Linked DNA regions of Mus musculus: region 1 is linked to region 2. The links are chromatin contacts, called in public Hi-C maps. All regions are on one chromosome and are shown on one strand. Each heading gives the region's core, a stretch centred on a gene start, on an enhancer-like site or on the middle of the called end of the contact. The rest is flanking DNA. Distances are from core to core; before and after follow the strand shown. Region 1 holds the start of Uhrf1bp1l (UHRF1 (ICBP90) binding protein 1-like). Region 2 holds the start of Nup37 (nucleoporin 37).

Evidence for each region. A called contact is a pair of places that touch in the nucleus more often than the background predicts.
Region 1: a Hi-C map of B cells shows a contact between it and region 2, with 6 read pairs. The contact joins the promoter of Uhrf1bp1l here to the promoter of Nup37 in region 2. A contact is called at or near these places in 2 of 39 promoter capture datasets (the C10 cell line and pre-B cells) and 2 of 484 Hi-C or Micro-C datasets (B cells and CD4 T cells).

Annotation. Positions count from the first base shown.
Region 1 is chr10:89,742,091-89,748,338 of GRCm38.p6, forward strand. Uhrf1bp1l (UHRF1 (ICBP90) binding protein 1-like) reads left to right here and starts at 2,901. Exons shown (of 21, transcript NM_029166.2): 1 at 2,901-3,198. The coding sequence starts at 3,155.
Region 2 is chr10:88,145,441-88,152,285 of GRCm38.p6, forward strand. Nup37 (nucleoporin 37) reads left to right here and starts at 1,552. Exons shown (of 10, transcript NM_027191.2): 1 at 1,552-1,632; 2 at 2,722-2,939. The coding sequence starts at 2,784. Parpbp (PARP1 binding protein) reads right to left here and starts at 1,501. Exons shown (of 11, transcript NM_029249.2): 1 at 1,056-1,501.

The DNA.
Region 1 (6,248 bases), core at 1,651-4,150, 1.6 Mb after region 2:
TCTGGAGACCAGACTTGCCTCAAACTCAGAGCTCTGTTTTCCTCTGCCTCCATAGTACTGGGATTAAAGACACACACAACCACTGCTTGGCTCATTTTAAACTTTAAAATTAAGTTTGCATACCATAGCCAAGTTAGATTTGACATGTGGGTTATATGTTCATACAAATTAATATATCTCAACTAACCAGTAAATAAATGGTATATAAGTGTCCTTTTGGATATATGGTTTTATAATCAAAGGGCTCAAAAAAGTTAAAATGCTAAAGATTAATTGCACCAATTTTTCCCTAACTTTTGCATACACTCGTGTGTACTATGAGTACATATAAACTAAAATTTTTAAAAATTTACTTTTATGTGTGTCATGGTTTGTATATTCTTGGACTAGGGAGTAGCACCATTTGGAGGTGTGGCCTTGTTGGAATGGGTGTATCACTGTGGGTGTGGGCTTAAGACCCTCACCCTAGTTGCCTGGGAAGACTAGCAGACTTTGGATGAAGAGATAGAACTCTCAGCTCTGCCTGTGCCATGACAGCCTGGATGCTGCCATGCTCCCACCTTGATGATAATGGATTGAACCTCTGAACCTGTAAGCCAGCCCCAATTAAATGTTGTGTTTTATAAGACTTGCCTTGGTCATGGTGTCTGTTCACAGCAGTAAAACCCTAACTAAGACAATGTGTATTGGTGTTTTGCCTGCATGTATGTCTGTGTGAGGGTGTCAGATCTTGGAGTTACAAACAGGTATGAGTCACCATGTGGATGCTGGGATTTGAACCCACTTCCTGTAGAAGAAGAGCCAGTGCTCTTAACCACTGAGCCATCTCTCCAGCCCCTATGCTAAAATGATGAAGGCAGGGAGCTGCTGTATTAGAGTTATTATGACTCTGTAGGAAGTCCAGGGCAGAAGAAAGGTGTCTGTGGGTGTTGGCAGTTTGAAGTACACTAGACTATCCAGTCTGTACTGTGCTCAGAGGCTGTCCGAGCCTCAAGAACTTCCTTGTGTTCTGTTGCTCTATGTTTGTTTGTCCTAATAGTTCATAATCAGGGCGAAGCAGGAGGTTTGGCTAGCCTTTCTTTGCCCCTCCCCACACCCTATGTTTGGTTTGTCAATCAAATGTTACTTTTAACATTTATTCCTCTGCAAATACAGCTGATTTCCACCTAATCATTTCTAAGAGAAGAAACTTCAGGTCAACTGAAGAAAAGGGTTGGGCCGGGGGATAAGGGATGTTATCTTACTGAATCAGAGACTGGGGACAAGGGATGTTATCTTACTGAAGCTCAGAGACGGAGAGGAGCAGGGTTCTGGGCAGAGACTGGGAATGAGTCACCCAGCTAGGGACAAGACCTGGCTGGCTGCAGGCGGCCTTCGCTAGTCTAGTAAGGCTCTGAAGTACAACCCATCACTGTCATGCCAGCTTCCAAGTAGGAGTCAGTCCCAAGACAGGCATTTTTATGAGTTGTTATGGATCCTATGTCCAAGTAATAAAATCTTGGCTTTGTAGTTATTTTTATTTTTTTATTTTTTCAAGAGAAGGTGTTGCTAAGTAGATCATGGTGACCTCAGACTTGTAGCACTCCTCCTGCCTCTGTCCCCGAAGGGCTGACATTACAGACCCATGTGTCACTACACCCAGCTTGGTTCCCTTCAAACAGCTCAGATTGCTTTCATCCTTGCACAGTATTTGTGTTAGCAGATTCTTGTTACCCTGGCATGCTTCAAGCATTGTGAACTCTAATGCTGCTTCTTCCCACCTCAAATGGCTACACTGTCTCTCTCTCCCACCTGTTTATGAAATATTTTAGTGATTTATATCTTTTTCAAAACCTGCTTCTACAACAGGTGGCCAGACAATATGGCCCAGACACACCAACAGTACCTACTAGGGCCCCTACCAAACCATCCCTAAGGGCAGACACTATATTTTAAAGATGATTAAAAGTGAGGTTAACGGCTGAGAGAGCTGGCTTAGCAGACAATACACTTGCCATTCAATCATCAGGACTTGAACTTGAGTCTCCAGAATTCACATGAAGCCAGAAGTCTGTAATCCCAGCACTCTTTAGGCAATATGGGAGAGGCAACAAGAGACCAACAAGAGGATCCTAGGAACCAGGTAACCTGGAGTACACAAGTAGCTGTTGAGGAAGAGATAGAAGAAAGTGAGGCACTACACCCAGGGCTGTTCTCTGACGTCCCCTTGTGTGACCAAAGTCACATTCATACATGAAGTGAAACTAAAGCTGAAAACAATCTTTCCAAGTTAACATAGCTAGAAAATATTAGAACCAGGACTTCATTTTGGGCATTCCATTTCAAAATTTCTACTAAGTGTGTCTATGTGTGTGTGTGTCCAGAGGATAACTTTCAAGGGCAGTTCTTTCCTTCATGGTGGTTTGGTCATCAAGTTCAGATCATCAAGCTTGCTTGACAAGTACTCTTGCTGGCTGAGAGCCATCTCACTGGCTCTAGACTTTCTAACTTCTAGGTCTTTAGGTATATTCGGTTAAATATGACATGCTGTCAATTTTACTTCCTTTAAGGTTAGACCAACGAATGGAAACATTAAATTACAGCCGTTAGTCTAAGGGAAGGATCTTGGTAAAAGAAACTGAGATTAAAAAGCTGAAATGGCCAAAAGAATAACATAAACAGAGCTACTTGTAGAGCAGAAAGTTGAGTTCGGAGGAAATGAAGAAGCAAGACTAGGATGTCAGCGAGAGAGGCACAGACAAGATGAAAGGGATGAAGAAAAGATGAAAGCCCAAGTACCAACTAGGAAAGGGCAGCGGAGGACCTAGTGGGAGTCCGAAGTAGGCAGGGCTGAAGATTCCCGGAACTCCCACAGGTCCCGCCCACCTCGAGCTCGCTCCGCCCCCCCGACTCCTCTCCCCGCCCCCGGTCTCTTAGGTGATGCTGCAGCCAAGATGGCGCTGGCGGCGGCCGCGGCGGCCTGAGCGTCATGCTTCGGGCTCTCGGCGGCGGCTGCGGCGGCTGTGGCCTCGGCCAGGCCCTCGAGTCTCTTCTGAGAGTGATCTCTCCGGCGCTTCTCCTCCGGGCCGGTGAGGCGGGACCGAAAGAAGACTGCCGCGAAGTGAGGAGGCTGTGAGGAGCGACAAGAGAGCGGCGCTCCAGCCCGGCGGGCACCATGGCTGGGATCATCAAGAAACAGATCCTGAAGCACCTCTCCAGGTCAGCGAGCGCTCGGGGCCGGTCCCGTCCGCTGGCCGCCGGTTCTCGGGTCCAGGTCGCAGGTTCGGGCTCTGCCGGTGCCGCTGGCGCCCCCGACCGGCCTCCGGAGTCACGCGGAGGGCGGCGGGGCTCGGCGGGCCGGGGTCTCCTCCTCCGCCGGGGGCCGCTCCTGCGCCGAGGCTGGTGACGTCCCCGGCGTCACTCAGGTGCTGGGTGGATGGGGTTGGGCTGGGACCCGGTCCGGCTCGGAAGCTCCCGGGGCTCGGAGCCGAGCGGCTCCGTTAGCCGAGGACTGGGGTGTGTGTGTGCCAGTGAAACGTTAACCTTGGGATTGTTCTCGGTGCCCCCTACCTGGCGTCCCCGCTCCGCTGCACGGGAGGGTGTGCTTGTTTGCACAGTTCGGATTTGTTTTAGGGGAAATTAAGCAGGACTTCTCCGCTTCGGCCAGTTCTCCGTGGAAGTCGTTTTCAGTCCCGCATCGCGTTCGTTCTTGCTGCAGAGTTTTCCGATTTTGTTCCGCGACCCTTGAGTTCAGGGAGTTAACGTCCCTGGTGTTTAAACCCCAGACGTGTCACTCTTTCCATTTCATAACACAGTTTTAGTCAGAAACATGACTCAGTAAACTGGCAGTTTGTTACTGCTCTTGGCTTCTCCATATTTGTCTCAAGAAACAGGCTAAATGTAGGACCCTGTTCCAAGTTGGTGACAGAGAATTAAAAGCTCTTGGTTAGGATCTCTTTCTCTCCTCTGTTATTTGTAAGTTAATGAATGCTTTTAACTGATTAAAGGAACGTTCTCAGGTTTAATGATAGACTTGTATAGTAAACATGTCTTCATTTTCTGGATATGTGTGTGTGTGTGTGTAATACATATATATATATTACAGTTGAGAACATATTGAACAAAACAATACTATGATTCAGCAGATATTTTCCTGACATTATATCTTTATATTGAATAAAATTTAATACACACAGTATGTATACATAAAGTATCAAACTATAGCAAAGTTTGTGACCGTGTGTTTGGTTCTTAGTATCACTAATTAGAGAGAGAGAGAGAGAGTGAGTGTGTGTGTGTGTGTGTGTGTGTGTGTATTTAAACAGGTTAAGTAGCTCAGGCTGTCCTGAAAATAAATCTCAGGCTACCCTCAAGTTCAGTGTCATCCTGCCTCACCTTCCTGAGTGCTGAGATTACAGGTCTGTGCTACCATGCTTTGTTGGATTTTTTTTAATTATATAGATAGTGCAATACTGAGTCATCTTATTTTGAATAATGTTTATTACTTAGGGTGAGTCTGACTCATGAGATACACTTCGCCCTTGCCTATTTCAAGAGCCATAAGAAAATTCAGATCCATAGACACTGATTTTATTGCCCTTTTCTCTCCCAGGGATAATGATACTGTACCACTCTGTATGCCCAAAAGAAAATCTAATTCAGTCGATAAGTGCCTTAGGGCATTATCCTTTAATTCTCTTGTATAAGTCCATTTGGGAAGACCTCTTAAGAGCAGGCGTGTAATGGCTTACTCTGCCACATAGATAACTCCCACATACTTAGAGTTAAGCCCTTAGGATTACATTATAATCTTCCTGATTTCTTACACCTGTGTGGTAAATAGTAATGAGCATTTCATTTTAAATCAGAAAGTTTCTAAAACATAGCATTTTCTTTCTTTTTAAATGGAGAAACCATTTGTAGTTTTTTTTAAAGATTATTATATTTTTATTTATTTACTGTATACATCCAAGTGTGCACATATGTGCCTGATCCAGTCTATGTATGGAACATCTGAGGATAACTGGTGCTCACCTACCACACCATGTGTGAGTTGGAACTCAGTTTCCCAGGCTGGGTTAGAGTGCTGGCCTAGCATGAAAGCTGCCCTGAGTTCAGTGCCTAACACCTTATATACCTTATAAAGCGGGTGTGGTGACAGATTCCTGTAGTCTCAGCGCTTGGGAGTTGGAAGCTGTCAGATTTAGATTGTCCTTGGCAGTAGAGCCTGAGGCCAGCCTGGAATGGTGGAATCCTCTGGGGGAGGGCGTTGGAACCTGTACCATCAGAGAGAGGAAACATTAGGAAAATGCCCAAGTTCTTCCAGGCTCTCCTGCAGGGACTCTTCCAGGAAGAAGTCTGTCTAGAAAAATAGAATGGTCACACTGAGTGAAAGTTGAGATCTTAAGATTGAAACTGGCAATTCTGGAGGCTGGCCAGGACTTTGGACGTTGGCATATTGGACCAGTGAGGAAGAGGAACTGTTTTATAAGAGACTGACATATGCTTTATGCTTTAAGTAAGCGCTGCTTGGTTTGAGTATTATAAGTCATCTTATAAGAAACATCTCTGTTTCTTGCCTAATGTTTGTTTCCTTAGTGCCTCTTGCTTTAATGAGAAGTTTGTAGACTTGACTGATCTGAATCAACTTTGGGGTGTGTGAAGAGAGACAGGAAGAGGTTAGAAGTGTTATATTTTAGGGGAAATGAAACATGAAAAGCCTTTGAAAGAAATTACCCAGATTTTTTTAGGTCAGCACAGGGTATGTGTTGAAGGTGGTTATAGGGGAATCCGTCCCCCCCCCCCCCCGCCCCCGCACCCCGTAAGAGGATAAGAAGTTCTTTAAAACATTCATATATAAGAAAGGAAGATGGAGCAGGAACTACCTGTCATTTCACCATTACACCTTTTTATCTGTTGCTCTGTGTCTCTCTGTACATATGTGTGTAGGTGTATGTGCAGGGAAAATGTAGTTGAAGTTGTTGAAGATCTGACCACACACCTGAGATAGTCGGAAGACAGGCAGGGACAAAAGGTACACATTTAATTAAGCTGGGACCTGCAAAGTGATATGAAAGATCCAAGCACAAATACTTGCCTCCCATCACTTAGCCTCAGGACATAGTATATGATACACAGGTTTTTCTGCAGATTAGGAGTTCACTTGGTAGACTGTACCTCATGGGGTGGAGTCTCTGTCCTGTTTGAAGCAATGGTTGTCAACCACTGGAACTTTGTTCCTTTGGCAATGGTTTTGATTATTGTGACTT
Region 2 (6,845 bases), core at 302-2,801:
ACATGAAGAAAATAATGTTCAATGACACGAAGCTAGTAAATAGCCAAAAAAGCATAAATTCAAGATTTCTAAGTTTTCCCTAACTTCTGCATGCATACAGAACCCTTTCAAAATAAGCCTAGATGTGTCTGTATTCTAGGCAGCCATGCTATGGAATCAGTCCCCTCTCTACTTCCAGTCTTCTCTGTGTCTCTTTTTACAAGTCTGCTGTGTGTATATGTTCGCCTTTATGTAAGCACATGTGTATGGAGGCCCAAGGTTGACACTGAGTGTCTTCTCCACTGCTCTCCACCTTGTTGACTTGCCCCGGCATCACTTGTCTACACCTCTAGCACACTGGGGTTGCAAGCAGACTACTACACCAGTGTCTCCGTTAGCCCTGGGGATTTGGATTCCAGTCCTCATAGCTGTCCAGGCGCTTTATCCAGTGAGCCACCTCCCCAGGCCTCACTCACAATTCTCTGATGAGCACCTAGGTTATCTCCTATTTATCTCTTAAAAAACAAAATTGAAGAAGACACAAAAGCATGAGCTATGGGTGATATGATTAGTTTGCCTGAAATATTTTTTTTTTCCATCAACCATTTAAACATGTAAAACCATGTTTAGTTCTAGATCTGGCTATTCACCAACAGGCATCTGGGCTGGCATGCCAATATCCACTGTAGTTCCAGCTTTTCCAGGGTTACCTAACTTTAGATCTGGCTGCCCAGGTATAAGAATGGTCACAAAGCAATCAGGACTATGCCGCCCCCTCTGTTCTACCTCCCAGCCTGTTGTGAAGACTCGATGAGACGCTGGATATGAACAAAACAGAAGGTGTCAGAGGGAATAAACTCTTGCTTTTAAACTGGATTCAAAGTGCACTGGAGCAGAAAATCTGAGACAGGTAGTTGTCGCTGGAAGGTAAAGTGAGAGAGCACCACACTTAGCTAACTATCCCTGCCACCACACCCCTGCATTAGCTGTACCTCGTGATTACCACAAATTTCTCCACGTCCATAATTGGGACTACTTAACAGAATTATAAGGCACCAGTGAAGGAAATAGCCAACCTCCTTATTGCCAGCACTTAGCAAATCTCCATTAAAAGATGACAGGTGACAGTTATTCTTCTTGCCTGGTCCGGAATGGCCCTCTGAAGGATGCAACGACAGAAAATCTGAGAAGCCTGCACTCGTCGTGTGCCAGATCCCCGATCTAACGGACTAAAAGAAGATTTTGATGGGTTTCGGTCTTGCCGAAGCCCTAGCGTCTTTTTTTCCACGGGACACCGTGAAGTCGGGGCGAAGCCACTGCGCAGACAACGCCACTGGCTGGCACGTCGCTGTCACCGAGATGCGTTCGCAGAGCAGCAGCCCGAATGCCCACTGGAACTGCGACCCGGGGGCACAGAAGAGACCAGACCCACCTCGTCCAGTGACCCAGGCTGGGTGCAAGCGGAGGGAGGAGCAGCGCAGCCAGGACGCCGGAAGGCAGAGGTTTGAATCGCCTCGGCGTCCCTTTCAAATCTCGCGGCACGACCTGGGAACCAATCGCCGCGCTCGCCCTCCGACCCGGAAGCAGAGCGGGCGCACGCCCTGGCCACCTATGGTCGGGAGAGCCTTGCCCAGGTCGCCTCCCCTGCTTTAGGTGCGTATCGAGTGCGGTGACCGGGGATCGCCAGCTTGTGCTGCTTCCCCAGGGGCGCTTCCCTGTTCTCCAGAGCTCTTCCTTGTGACCTCGCGAGGTGGGAGTGGGTTTTCTCGGGCGACGCGTGGGGGACACAACTCCAGGGACCCTGGGAATATTGACCCAGGGCTTTAAAGACCTGGAGGTCAGGGGTTGCCATCAAATCCGGACCTCAAGTCCCCTGCATGCCTTATACCTCTCTGCTCTATGGTCTTCTCACCTGCCGGTCCCGCGTAACATGTGTCCAGTCTCTCTGAGATGGGACTTAATCTGAAAAAACTCAGCAGATAACTCAGGATTTTACGTGTTCTTTCTTAGCCTAGGGTGCCTCCTTTTCATTAACAACAAAGTAAAAATTAATTTGCACGTGAGAATGCTATTTCTACAGTACACACTACCTGTCTCGAGACAAATTAGTTGAGGATTGTGACAGGTGTTAATAACGTTAGTATCACACATTACTCCAGAGCCTGTATTTTTTAATCTCCTTATTTTATTGCATGGGTAATGGTTGGTTATAACTATTGCTACCTGATATTATCCTTCAAGGCTCTTGGACTCCATGTGTCTTTAGGCAGGGGTGGGACTTTCCAGTTCATCGGACCCTTGATAGTTCAGGTGGTCTGTCAAATTAGAATGTTAAAGGTCATATAATTCGAACAAATAATGTAGCATAGTCCTGAGATAGGCAGGTGTGTGTATTTGTGTTTTCTCTAGCATGTAGGCCCAACACATGCTAAATCTTTTAAATCCTCAACCTGTTGACGAACTTGGCAAATTTCTTCATAGGCAAAGAAGGGACTATTGGTAGTACCGGCGTTTATGGTACTCTTGCATATGACAGTGTCAGTACAACTTTCCAACTACAAATAGTGCTGCATCTCTATTGCTTAATAATCTTAGGACTCTATTTGTATTAAATTTATTCATGTGTGTGTTAATATAAGCAGACTTCTCTTTTGAGCTGGCTCTGACATTGCTATACCAAGCCCCATTATGATTCTTCTGTTGAATGACAAACACTTTGTAAATTTTGTTTGTGATCCACAGTTTCCTGACAGGCAATAAACAACTATTTGATTCTTACAACTGCTCCAGCTTTGGGATACAAGATGAAGCAAGATGCTACAAGAAATGCTGCGTACACCGTGGATTGCGAAGATTATGTGCACGTGGTAGAATTTAATCCCTTTGAGAGTGGAGATTCAGGAAACCTGATTGCATATGGCGGCAGTAATTATGTGGTTGTTGGCATGTGTACGTTTCAGGTTAGTCCACAAACTATACGGAGTGACAGTAGAGATACTTTATCAGTAATGTGTACAAACCAAAGCTGAACTTAAAAGTATGTTGCTTTTAATACAAGAAAAAAAAATTTTTTGAAGATCTACAGGGAATTCCCGTTACTAATTGTTGAGACATGTGTATACATTATATAGATGATAGATGTAAAAACAATGAAGGTCTTCTTTCACCAATGATTCGTAGAGGTGTATTCTGATAAAGTCCAACATAACTGAGCACACATGTATTTCTATGTATTAGATACACTTCAGATTTCCCCACATCATTCTGTCATAGGAAACAAGGTGATACTGAAAGGCTAAACAATTATCTTCCAAGAAATTCCTAGCTTTCATAGATAATGTTCAGCTTTCCTATTAGCTTACTTTCACACCTTGTGTATCTGCAGCAGATATTCATATAACCATATAGGATTACATTTACAGCTGGCGTTCATCATAGCTCTCTCTGAGGTCTGTGTAACCTGAGAACCTAGACACTTAGTTTCGAATGGCTAAACTTGGTTAGATACTGAACCGCTCTTCTCTGAAGGTAAGGAATATGATTGAATCCCTTTAAGAGTGGAGATTCGGGAAACCTAATTTGGTTTGTGAGGGGTAGTGTGTGAGTGCACATAAAGTTCCCAGAATACATTCGGCACATGGTAATCCATATATGTGTATTTTGTGGTTAGTATGAGCAGCAGTGGCAGTTATACCCTCATATTTAATCATCCAAGAGAAATCGCTTCCAAGAGACTTATTACATGGTTCCTCACGGAAAACCTAGGGTCCACATAGGAAGCATTCGGCACTGAAGGCTCAACACCACCCCATCTTCCCAGAGTTTCGTTTCTGCTATTATGGTGTACCAAAATAATATTTACAGGACTATATTTCTATGACCCTTGGCCTAAGTTCTGCTAGACTGTCAGAATCATAAGTCATGCGTCAGGCAAATAATGTGGCCTTGGCTTAAGAAAGACTTATTAAAAACTTTCTCCAATGTGGACCACTTACGTGTTGAAAACGCAAGCGACCAGAGGTAGGCTTGAGCTTCCCTCATTGCTGTGTTAACAGATGTGGACATAGAATCTCATTGTCAAATACTGACAGATATATCTACCTGCAGTTCAAGTTCAGTTAGGAAACACCAGGGGAAATCAATAGGGGAGAAAAATCAGAAAAAGGAAAGATGAAGAAGGCAGACAACAAGGAGAGGCAGGGAAATGAGAAGAATGTTTGTATCATTCAAACGCTTGTCCTTGCTGATCCTCGGGTCTTATTTCCAAACTGTGTAAGGAAAAACAAGAGGCTTTTTCCTTTTATGAGCACATAGAGAAGACAGATCACATTCTGGTGGAGTTCAGTACAACTGTGCCGTTCCTCGTGTTCCATTCTGCTTCAGCGGTGTTTGGGGGGCATGACAAAGGAAGAGATCAAATCTGTTCTTCCGTCAGACCCGTTCTTGTGTTTCTGTTCAAATGAAGTCAGCCGTTGATCCTGGAGAGCTGAGTTTCCTCACTCTGCCCTTGGAGATCCAAAACAAGTCCCTATTCTCTTGTCAGTTTGGGTGCTGTTGAACATTCATTCCCGTTCTCCCACCTCGAACCTTCAAGCCTATCAGAAAAACACCAGTCTCCACTGTAGGGTCATCAGGAAGCACTAACTACAGAAAACTCTGGGTTTCAGCAGGACGGTTTTCAGACTCTTGTGCTGTCCTTTTACATATCCAGAAATATGAGTACAAATGGTAGGCTTGCTGACTGCCACACATCTGTAAAAACGTCATGAGTGTAGTAAGGGCCAGGAAACTAAGAGAGATTCTTGCCCTATTCCCAAAGAGTCGGAAAGCAGCGCCTTCTTAAAACTGCCTCATTTATAAAAGACCAAATAAGGATAAAGTTTCAAACCTTATTCACTCTTCCATAATAAAGAAGTCTGGCTGGGCTTGAATGAGAATGGTTTGAGCAGGCACGTTTTTGTGGAGAAAAAAGAAACAGAAAGATACCTTAATCCTTTGATAACTGACTTCATTGAACAAGTATTGACTGAGTGCCTTTTGTCTGCCAAACATTGTTTAATAGACTGGACCAACTCAAACGAGGGACAGTTAGTAAAGATGACTGGAAGTCTTAAGACAGTAGACTTGGAACTGGGAAGGCAGAGTTGTGACTCAGATGTTAGTCACCTGAATATTAACCCCAAGTCAACACCATGCGGAGCTGAACAGAGCTCATTCAGTACTAGAATTCAGTTAGAATATAACAGGAGCCACAAGATAAGCTTAGACGTCAGGATAACGTGAAAGGAGGGCCAGGGAGATGGCTTAGTGGGTAAAGACACTTCTTACCAAGCCTCCTGACCCAAGATCAATGCCCAAAGTCCACATGGTGGGAAACAGACCCAGCTCCTGAGGGTTGTCCTCTGGTTTCAGCATGTGTACTGTATATAGCACACACGCGCGCACACACACACACACACGATAAAAGTAATGTAAAAGGCAGAATGAATTTTAAGTAGAGTACTTCATATATAATTAATATAAAGGTTATCGTAGACTTTGTCTTATGTTGATAGATTTCATTGAGATCTTTATACATGTTCATTTTATACCTTATAAAGTAACTATACACACTGGCTGCATTTCAAATGCTTTAGGCTCTAGGAGCTATCTTTTCGGACAACAGTTCTCTATAAGTTGATAAAAAATGTTTTTGATCTTTATTTCTCAGCATTGTATTCTAATTACAAGGAAATGTATTCGGAAACAAATTTCACAGCTATATTAAAAATATTTAAAAACTCATGGAAGAGGAATTAGGCTGGCAAATTTTGACTTGTCACCTCCATTTGTTTGCAGTAACGGGTGCTAATTCTGCTCTGAATATGTTCACCTAACAGAGCTTCCCCTGGCAAGGTTTGACATCACTAAATTCAGCTTATTTTACACAGTTCCAGAGACAGAACTGGGGCATTGAATACACTTGACATGGAAACACTCTGGCTTGCTTACCATTGAGAACACTAATAGCCCTATCTACTACTGAATCTGCTTCTCCCAAAACAACTGCTTTTCTCATTGGAATTATTCAGAGAGGTTTTTTTTGTTTTTTAATATTTTTTCAGGTGTTGAGTTAAACTGAGAGCACTAAATAAGAGAGCTAGCTGCATTAGATAAACCAGCCTTGGCTAACCGGCATTCTGTATGAGGCCTCAGTGGGTGTGGTGGAAAGGCCTGCTACTTCAAATCCTCAGAAAAGCTCTTCCACCAACTTGGCTGTTCCTCAACCTCAAACTGCTGGAACCTTCCATAATAATTTCTATTACAGCAAGTTTTCCAAAGTCTCTTAATTTCCTGCCTATACAATACGGCCTACACCCCACACTGAACCAAAAATAGCATTCATCTCTGTCTATACCACACACACACTACCCTTTTCATCGGCTGACTCACGAACAGACAGTATTGCCAGGGGCAGGGCAAGTCTTCCTGTTGGTACATAAAGCTTCGCCTGTGCAGTGCCTGTGGTTTCATTATTCCTAAGACTGCTCAGTCGTTCCATATCTAATCTGAGGAACGAACTCAGGCCCTGCTTTTCATCACTCTTGTTACAGTAGCAAAGTAATGTGTGTTTTATATAAAAATTCATTTTTAGGTTCATCAAGTATGGAAAAATAGATCTAAGTCAGTCTGTGAAGGCAGCTATGATTAGGCTCTTACACTTAATTTTAAACTGCTTAGTGGTTGCTGCATTGGCATATCTGTTAGCTGGTTAGTTGTAATATACACAAATTATGAAGTACTAAAACCTGGCAGTGGTTTTTTTTTTTTTTTTTCAGTTCACTTCTTTGGTTAATAGAAAATCCTTTTGTTAAGTTTACCTGGAA